Linked DNA regions of Triticum aestivum: region 1 is linked to region 2. A link is a contact called in public Hi-C data. All regions are on one chromosome and are shown on one strand. The core of a region is the stretch at or near the end of the contact, and the rest is flanking DNA. Distances in the headings are between cores, read along the strand shown. Region 1 holds the start of LOC123056874. Region 2 holds the start of LOC123060923 (kinesin-like protein KIN-14A).

What was found. A called contact is a pair of places that touch in the nucleus more often than the background predicts.
Region 1: a Hi-C map of leaf shows a contact between it and region 2, with 9 times the contacts expected there. The contact joins the promoter of LOC123056874 here to the promoter of LOC123060923 in region 2. A contact is called at or near these places in 2 of 5 Hi-C or Micro-C datasets (leaf and an unstated tissue).

The regions. Positions count from the first base shown.
Region 1 is chr3A:189,800,217-189,804,380 of IWGSC CS RefSeq v2.1, reverse strand. It overlaps LOC123056874, which reads right to left and starts at 1,638. Exons shown (of 8, transcript XM_044480114.1): 1 at 1,618-1,638; 2 at 801-1,003; 3 at 477-666. The coding sequence starts at 1,638. It overlaps LOC123060925 (dephospho-CoA kinase), which reads left to right and starts at 2,510. Exons shown (of 4, transcript XM_044483790.1): 1 at 2,510-2,676; 2 at 2,939-3,046; 3 at 3,497-4,164.
Region 2 is chr3A:189,582,478-189,586,582 of IWGSC CS RefSeq v2.1, reverse strand. It overlaps LOC123060923 (kinesin-like protein KIN-14A), which reads left to right and starts at 2,312. Exons shown (of 20, transcript XM_044483785.1): 1 at 2,312-2,524; 2 at 3,309-3,595; 3 at 3,679-3,934. The coding sequence starts at 2,458.

The DNA.
Region 1 (4,164 bases), core at 389-2,888, 220 kb before region 2:
ATACCATGAATGAATTTAGTAATAAAGCAAACAGCCAGCACTTGTGGCAGAGGCTATTGTGTCCAATTGATTTTGTTTGTATCCGTAGCGTTTATGGCCGGCCACAAAATCGATCGGCAGAGGCTATTGTGTTCGTGAGTGTCCAAGTTATTGGAGCCAGCTCTGTGCAACGATCAAAATTCGAATCGGAGGTCGAGTACGCATTGCTGCTGTACAAAGCATCAGCCAACAGTATGCCGGAAGTAGAAGTCAGCTTGCTTCGTCATCATCGTCGCCATAAGTACTCTGGTGTGGCGCTGTGCTAATAAATTGTACGCATGAACTAATTCCACCCCTTGATCACCACCGTCAACCAAACAGGAATATTTGTCATCAGACTGATGAAAAGCGAACTTGAATCTGACTTGGGATCGAGGGGGTGGAATTTGGTTAGAGCAAGAACACCACCGTCGTCCCACAGGGAAGAGCGTGTGCACCTCCGTCGTGCATCTCCTCCTTAATCCTCTTTTGTTCGTCGGGTGGACAGGCGGCGCCGCTAGAGCAGGACGGAGCCGGACGTCTGTACGGCCTACGTTGCTCTGCCGAGGAAGACGTTGATGGCGTTGTGGACCACCACCGCTGCTCGAGCTACTCCAGCCGAGTCCGGAGCTCCTCCTTGGGTCGCCGCTGCAAGCGTGGGGATGGAGGCAGAGGGAACATTAGGCTGTGGGGAAGGGGGAAAGAGGAGGCAGAGTCTGATTCAAAGGGAGGGAGATGGTGAAGCTACAAGCGTGAGCAAGATAGATAGCGGCGCTACTGACCTTTGAGCCGGGATGGTGGCGGCGTCGGGCGCCGGCGGCGGCAGCGGTGGCCGGAACGACGGAAACCCTAGCAGGTGGGTGGAAAGAAGGAGAGAGGATGCGTGTGGGATTAAAAAGTCGAACCATTCGCGCTCCTGCCCAACCCATTCGCTAGCTCCATCCGATTTTCTTGTCGTACCTGTGTCAACGTGGACATTGCGAGGCTACGCTCTTGATGCGTACGTTAATGCTTCTCGATACACGGGACCCATTAATTGTTGGCATTTTTCTATAAAGGGTGGCATTAGATGCAAGTTGCTCACGGTGACGAGCACAACACATGTTCGATAGTGGCTGCAGCGCCGAGAGCCCGCAACCCAATGGTGGCAGTGGGCAACGCCACCTCTTTTTCGATCCTCGAAGGCTAGGGAGAGGTTTTGAGAGATGATTTGGAGATGACATCGTCCATTTCTGGCAGTGCAGCTGCTAGATAGCGGTAACGGGGATGGGGAGGACGGTCAGTTGGAGTCAGAGGATCTTCCTGTTCTATTTTAGTGATAGGTTTTGGAACAACTTTTTGAGGCACGAGAGAGTTTCTGTGGAGCTCAAATAAAAGGAGATAGATGTTTTTTGGTGATAGGTCAGATGTTTATAACTACATGTATGACAGTTTCCCTTAGAGCAACTTAGTAGGTCCTGTAAAAACAATATACGGCCCCCCCTGACACGAATTTACGACATCACATGACATCGAACCGAATAGATCTCATAAACTCATACCGTAAAAAAAATTCTGGCCAGAACGACGGCCACACGCATGCTCCGGTCAATCGCTCACACATGCACAACCAGAACGCATGACCGCCTGCTCTAGTGCTGCTCTTGCTGCTCGCGCTCGATGGCGCCGGGCTGCCTGGTTCGGCGTTGACCGATTTATGAGTTCCCTCAAAAATGACTTGAAAACTGCAAATATGAGGTATGCATGTGATAATATACGGGACCTGTAATTTTTCGGTTATGATAAGTGCCACACATTAGGTAGGTGGCACTCCAACCTGACATGTTTGGCAATACTAGTCACGTAAATATGGCAAAATTCAATGACAAACGACAAGTTTCTGTCGAAAAATAAATTGAAGCATGAAAGTTGTTATACTTGCTAACTAAAGTTGTCATATTCATGTCATTAAACTTACATTCAAAAACGTTTGAAGTTGCATGCACTCGTATACGCGTGACATTTATTAGGATCCATTTTTTTCTCAAATACCTCCGTTTCATAATGTAAGGCGTTTTTTTACACTACTATAGTGTCAGAAAAAGTCTTACATTATGAAACGGAGGGAGTATTTTTTAAGGAATTTATTCTATGTGTTTTCAACGTACAGTACAAATTTAAAGGCTTAACCACTTTGGGTGGTTGCTTTGGCAAACGCTGCCCAACCGCGCCGCCTTTTCCCCCTACTTGGTACTCCCTCCGGTCCTTTTTACTCTGCACATTGGTTTTGCCGAAAGTCAAACTTTACTATGTTTGACCGAATTTATATTAAAAATTATTAGTATCTATAATATCTAATAAATATAATATGAAAACATATTTCAAGATGAATCTAATGATATTGATGTTGTTATGTGAATGTCTATAATTTTTTTATATAAACTTGATTAAAGTTGGATGAGATTGATTTCGGACAAACCTAATATGTAGAGTAAAAAGGACCGGATGGAGTAATTGTACTCTCATGATTATTCGCACGCAGCTACGCGACGGCGGCTGGCTGGCGGAGAAACAAATTTGCGACGGCACGCTTGAAGAAGAGAGTTGCAACGTAGCGGCGGCGCGGAGGAGGCCTGCTGCGTGTGGCCTACCGGGACGCATCGGCCTCGAGATCGCAAGGTATCTCTCGCTCACTTGATCACCCGAGAGCACTCGAGAAGAACACAGCGCCCGACGAATTTCCCCTTTCGATTCGGCCCCCTCTTTTATTTACCTAAAAATTGCTGAATTAGGTGTGGTTTCGTATCCCCTCCATTTGTTAAACTCTCCACCTGTGATTAAATTCGGTTTTAAAAAATCGGTTATCCCCAATCTATGAGAGTTGGAACAGACGGGGTCATCCCCACGCGCTCTAAATCGTCTCGTGCGAACCGATTTTCAGATGAGACTGGTCGGCTTGACGGGTGGAATTGCTTCGGGGAAGAGCACCGTCTCTGGCCTCTTCAAATCCGCCGGCGTCCCTGTCGTCGACGCCGACATTGTGGCTCGGGTAAGCATCCAGCATCCAGCATCGGTATGCCGAAATATGCGCTTGCTGCTGCTAGATAGTACAATGCTGTGCCTTTGCAAGCAATGTTGTTGTTTTACTCGATTCAGTCACAACCAGGGTAGTACAGAATAGAATGTGGCTAATTACTTTTGTATAGCATGCAAGTAGGCTGGTCACATCAGCTTTTTGGGGATTAATAGTTCTGTAAAAAAACTCCATCCTCGTCCTAATCAATGTGATCACTGATCAGTACAAAACTGTTTCTATTTTATTGTGTCGTTACTCCCTGAGAACTGACGGCAACACTTGGTAATCTGGCAGTATTGACTTTAACTATGTGACAAAGTTCTATAACATGGAATCAAACTGCTCAATTTAGCTTTATGTTGAGGCCAAAGACATATACTGGTTTTCACAGTGGTGTTTTTTCATCCCTGCTGCTACTTGCAGACTCACAGTAACAGGACAGAACTGGGAGTTTTGTTGGGCGGTTAAGAAATGTGAGTGGAATGACCCCATACCCCCTTCTTTGTTATTCAGTGTGGATTATAGGATGGGAAATCATGTGCATTTATAGGCTAAAGAAGTAGCCGCCGAGAGAATACTTATTTTTTGTTGCTATATGGCTATAAGAAGGAAGTTAGAGCCTTAAATTCCTAATGCCATGCTCAAACCCATGGGAATAGATTGGCGTGAGTTGAGGTAAAAAAAATCTGCATTCTCTGTCTAATTGGAACTCTGAATCTGTCAGCATTAACATCTTACCATAGCTGGGATATCTCTTGAACAAAAATATTACAGTGACTGGTACGACGCAAGATTAACTATGTTTTATTTTTGACCATAAGAACTGACAGGTTTATTATAGCGTTTTAAGGTATTTATCTTAATTTGAAGCCACTGCCACTTGAGCAAACGTGATTTTAGCCAATTGTATGTATGCATTGCTTATTGCTATTATAAATGTCTATGGGATGACAAAAATCAATGGTACAGCATTATTACAATCCCTGGTATGATGCGATATGAATTATGTTTGACGAGGGGCTTTGGACCAGTTGGGTGTACATCAGTACATGGCACTTTGCTTTCATATTTAGTACTTGAGCTTCAAACTG
Region 2 (4,105 bases), core at 1,063-3,562:
CGCGGGGATGATGAATCGACCCGGCAGTCATGCCCAGTACGCTCCCTGGGGCCAGCAAAGCGTCGGCTCTCCGTCGCCGCAGCCATGGGGATCGCCCTCGCTGAGCTAGCCGACGGGGACACGCACGGTGGGTTCAACCCAAACATCACCTTTCCCCAGGACACCCGGCCCAGCGCACGCCCTCGCCCGCCTTCGCCGGCGTGCAGTACCCTCCATACAATTACTCGCCGCCCGCCTACGCGTCCTCCCCGACGCCCCATCTACGCCGTTGCGCGCTGCCCTTCTCGCACCTCGGCGACACGGACGAGACCGAGGGCGACATGGACGACATCATCGCCGCAGGTTCGGCCGCGGCCGTCGTGTCTCGCGGGTTTGTCACCAGGACGAGACGGTGGATCTTAGTGGTGGCATGGACGGCGAGCTCGGCTATGTCTACGGCAAGGACGAGCAGGAGGAGCAGGAGCAGGAGGAGGAGGACGACGAGGAGGAGGAGGAGGAGGAGGAGTCGGCGCCTGTTCCGGCGAAGGGGCGCAAGAAGAAGAAGCGGGCGGCTAGGTCAGGCGAGCCGCGCATCAAGTGGGCGTCCAAGGAGGAGGAATGCCTCGCCGAAGCATGGAAAGTCGCCTGCCTCGACCCGACCACCGGCACGAACCAGAGCATCGACACGTACTGGGACCGCATCAAGGCCGAGTTCGACGAGCGCAAGCTCGTCGACCCCTACTTCAAAGGCGTCTACATGCAGCGCGGCTTGAAGGCGATGGCGAACCATTGGGGGCGTATCCAGGGGGCGTGCAACAAATGGCATGGGGTCATCGAGGAGGTCGCGGCTCGTCCGGAGAGTGGCGCCGGCGTTGAAGATCAGGTATGCCATGCCGGTCTCTCCCGCCTCTCTTCGCCGTGTATGCCTGCCAATTGTTTGTTCCTCCGCGCAGTTGCTGCGCATGTTCGCCCTGTACTGGCAGAGCAACATCAACGCCGAATTCAAGTACCTTCATGTTTACAAGCGCATTGACAAGTGCGAGAAGTGGGCGGAAGCCCGGCGCACCCTCGACAAGGCGAAGGAGACCTATAAGCCGGACGCGCCGACTCCTGGCGCATCGGAAGGGCGGCCGGACGGCAACAAAGGTGTCAAGAAGGGGAAACACGTCGACGCGGCTACCGCTCGAGTGCACGAGTCCATCAAGCACTGCCTCGCCGACGTGCAGGCCCGGGCCGTCCTTCGTGAAGAGAAGACCGACGCGCGGTGGTCGGCGTTGATGTCGAGCAGCACCGTCAAGCTCGACCTGCTCCGGACCAACGTCGCCGCGAAGAAGAGAAACACCGACCTGACTTTCCTGCTGGGCGGGGCGGACATGCTCCAGAGCACCGACGAGGCGGTCAAGACGTGGTACTTGGCGGAGCGCGGCCTCAACCTGAACCAGCTTTCCTCGACACCGCTGCCGACGCCGACGCCCACGCGACGCCGCCGCCAAGCCCGCGTGATGACGCCTCCACGACGCCCAGCAGTATCGATGCCGCGCCGACACCGCCCAGCGCAGAAGCAGCTCCGACACCGCCAAGTCCGCACACGCCAACTCTGCCGACGCCTGGGGCAGAGCCTGCCGAGTGATGCGAACGCAAACTTCTGCCGCTCTATTTTTTGTGCGCCTGTCCGATCGTCGAACTGTGACTTGCGATCGCCGGATTTGTGTGACGTATTTTGTGAGCGAGAACGATCAAGCTCGAATTTTCCGCGTCCTGGGACGGCGTCTGGGGGCATGACTGAAAGCTAGGTCGCCCCAGGGGCCAAACTAGCGCCGGTTCACCCCTGTACCGCTATTTTTTAGCGCCCTGGGGGCCGAACGGACGAAATGAACGGCGGCGGCGGCGGCCCCAATGAAGTTGCTTTAATTATGATATCGATACGCTCAGATTGGAACATAAAAACACCTTTGGCCACTTGAATTGGTACGATCGGGATATGGTCAGATTGGAATCGAGCGAAATGATAGCTCAGATTGCATTAGTAAATATAGCGCATCTTGTTTACATCCACACGACACCGCCGATAGTACTAGGAGCGTCGGCATGGTCGGTGCACCCATGGAGGAGCACCACCTGAACTTGCGTCCGACTGTCTGGCCACGGCCATTGACTGGCAAGTTGCCCCCACGACGACGGGTTTCCCCACCAGCACAGCACAGTACCAGGAGGCCGGCGCCGCACACGCACAGGCCCCGAGCCAGCAGAGCGCTCCCTGTCCGTCCGATCTTCGGTGGGCGGTGTCGAGATCCCGGACACCTTTAACCGCCTCGGGCAGGCCCCACCGCCGCACCCCACAGTTTCGAATTCAAACCCCTCCCCCCTCTCTCTCTCCCCTCCCTCCCCACGCGGCGCGCTGCTCCCGAATCGAAGCTTCCAGAAGCCTACGCGGAGGCGCGCCGGGACCCGAGCGGGGTGAGGGGCGGAGGGAGGCGCATGGCGGAGGCGCGGAGGGTGTCGTTCCGCAACGGCCGCTTCGCGTCGCGGAAGACGGAGGAGGCTGGTACGCAGATCTCTCGTCGCCCCCATCCATGGCTTCTTGCTTGATCGGTTCATCCCTGTAGGCTGCAGCGCGGTGTCTCCTTCGAGATTCCTGCGGCCCGTCTTCTTCTTCTTTCTTGCTGCGCCTCGTTTTGGTTGGGTTCTGGGCGGGTTTGCGCTGAAGCGAGCGCGTGGCCATTTTCGGGCGCGTTTGTTTTAGTAACTTTGGCGGAGGGCTCGCGGGAATCGCGCGGTTCCATTTCTGGATATACCCTTATTGAATCACGGGATCCTGCGGATATTGTGCCATCTGATGTGCAACGATTCTTTTTTTCCTGCTTCTATATTGGTCAAATCGACGCGCTTGTTGGCGGAAGTTCGTTGTAGAAATCGGTGTTCGTCAGACTCAGACGCGCTGCTGTGCATTCAACCCTAGTTCTGCGATATGTTTCGGTGATTCCTGAATCTGTCGCTGCTATCTTTGCTCCAAGAACCCGTGCAAAGCAGTGAAAGTGCAGCTTTTATTCCGGTTATTATTATTATTATGCATGCTTTCATTTCTGTAAGAAAAACAATGTTAGTTGCGGAGGAAAATCCTAAACCAGATTGTGCAGTTGGCCAGTTCTAATTATACTTTTAATGCAAGAGTGCCATTCTTGCAGCTAGAACGCCGCATTACTGCATTTCCTTGCATATGTAGCCAATACTACCATGTTTAGTTTAACATGCCACAATTTCCAACACATGGAGTTGTGCTTGTGTAAATCTCATTGGCTCACTGTACTTCTTGCTTTGGTTTGTGCAAGCATGGAGACGGCACCAGGCTGCAGCGTGGCTAGAGAGCATGGTTGGGCCCTTCGGCCTTACCCATTGCCCATCGGAACAAGAATTTGTTGCTGCTCTAAGAAACGGCATTGTCCTATGCAAGGCCATCAACAAAATACAGCCAGGTGTTGTGCCAAAGGTTGTTGCAAACGCCCCCTGCGATAGCCAGCCATCGACGGCTTTTCAATATTTTGAGAACATCCGCAATTTCTTGGTTGCTGTTCAGGCGCTAAAGTTGCCGAGCTTTGAGGCCTCTGATTTGGAAAAGGTTTGCTAGCTATCCTTACTGTGTTAATCTTGATGATGGATCGATGCCCATTATCCACGACGCTAATTTGGTTGTTTGTGCAGGACAATCTTGATGCTGGGTCAGTGGGCAAGATAGCTGATTGTGTCAATTCTCTGAAGTCCTACCAGGAGCGAAAGAAATGCAGCGGAACCTATGGGCCAGTCAAGTATATGAAATCACCTCTTGCACCACGCTCTGCAATTCATGTTCAGTCTGAAAATGTCACTTTAGGATCTTCTACCCCTCAAAAGTGTCTAGACTTGACAGAGATTGATGCCGAGGGACAATCTTCTCAAAACGTGGGTCCTAACATGGAAGGTTTGTGATGCACTTTACTTTGCAAGTTTTTTACACTTATAGTGCTTAAATGTTTCTAGCTGGTAAGTAACCTCTGTCGCCGTATGGATGCTGCTTCTTTAGTTGATTTCTCAATTAATTGTGCTATTTATGTTTTGCTCCATGCGTTAACTAATTTCAGCGACTTGGTTA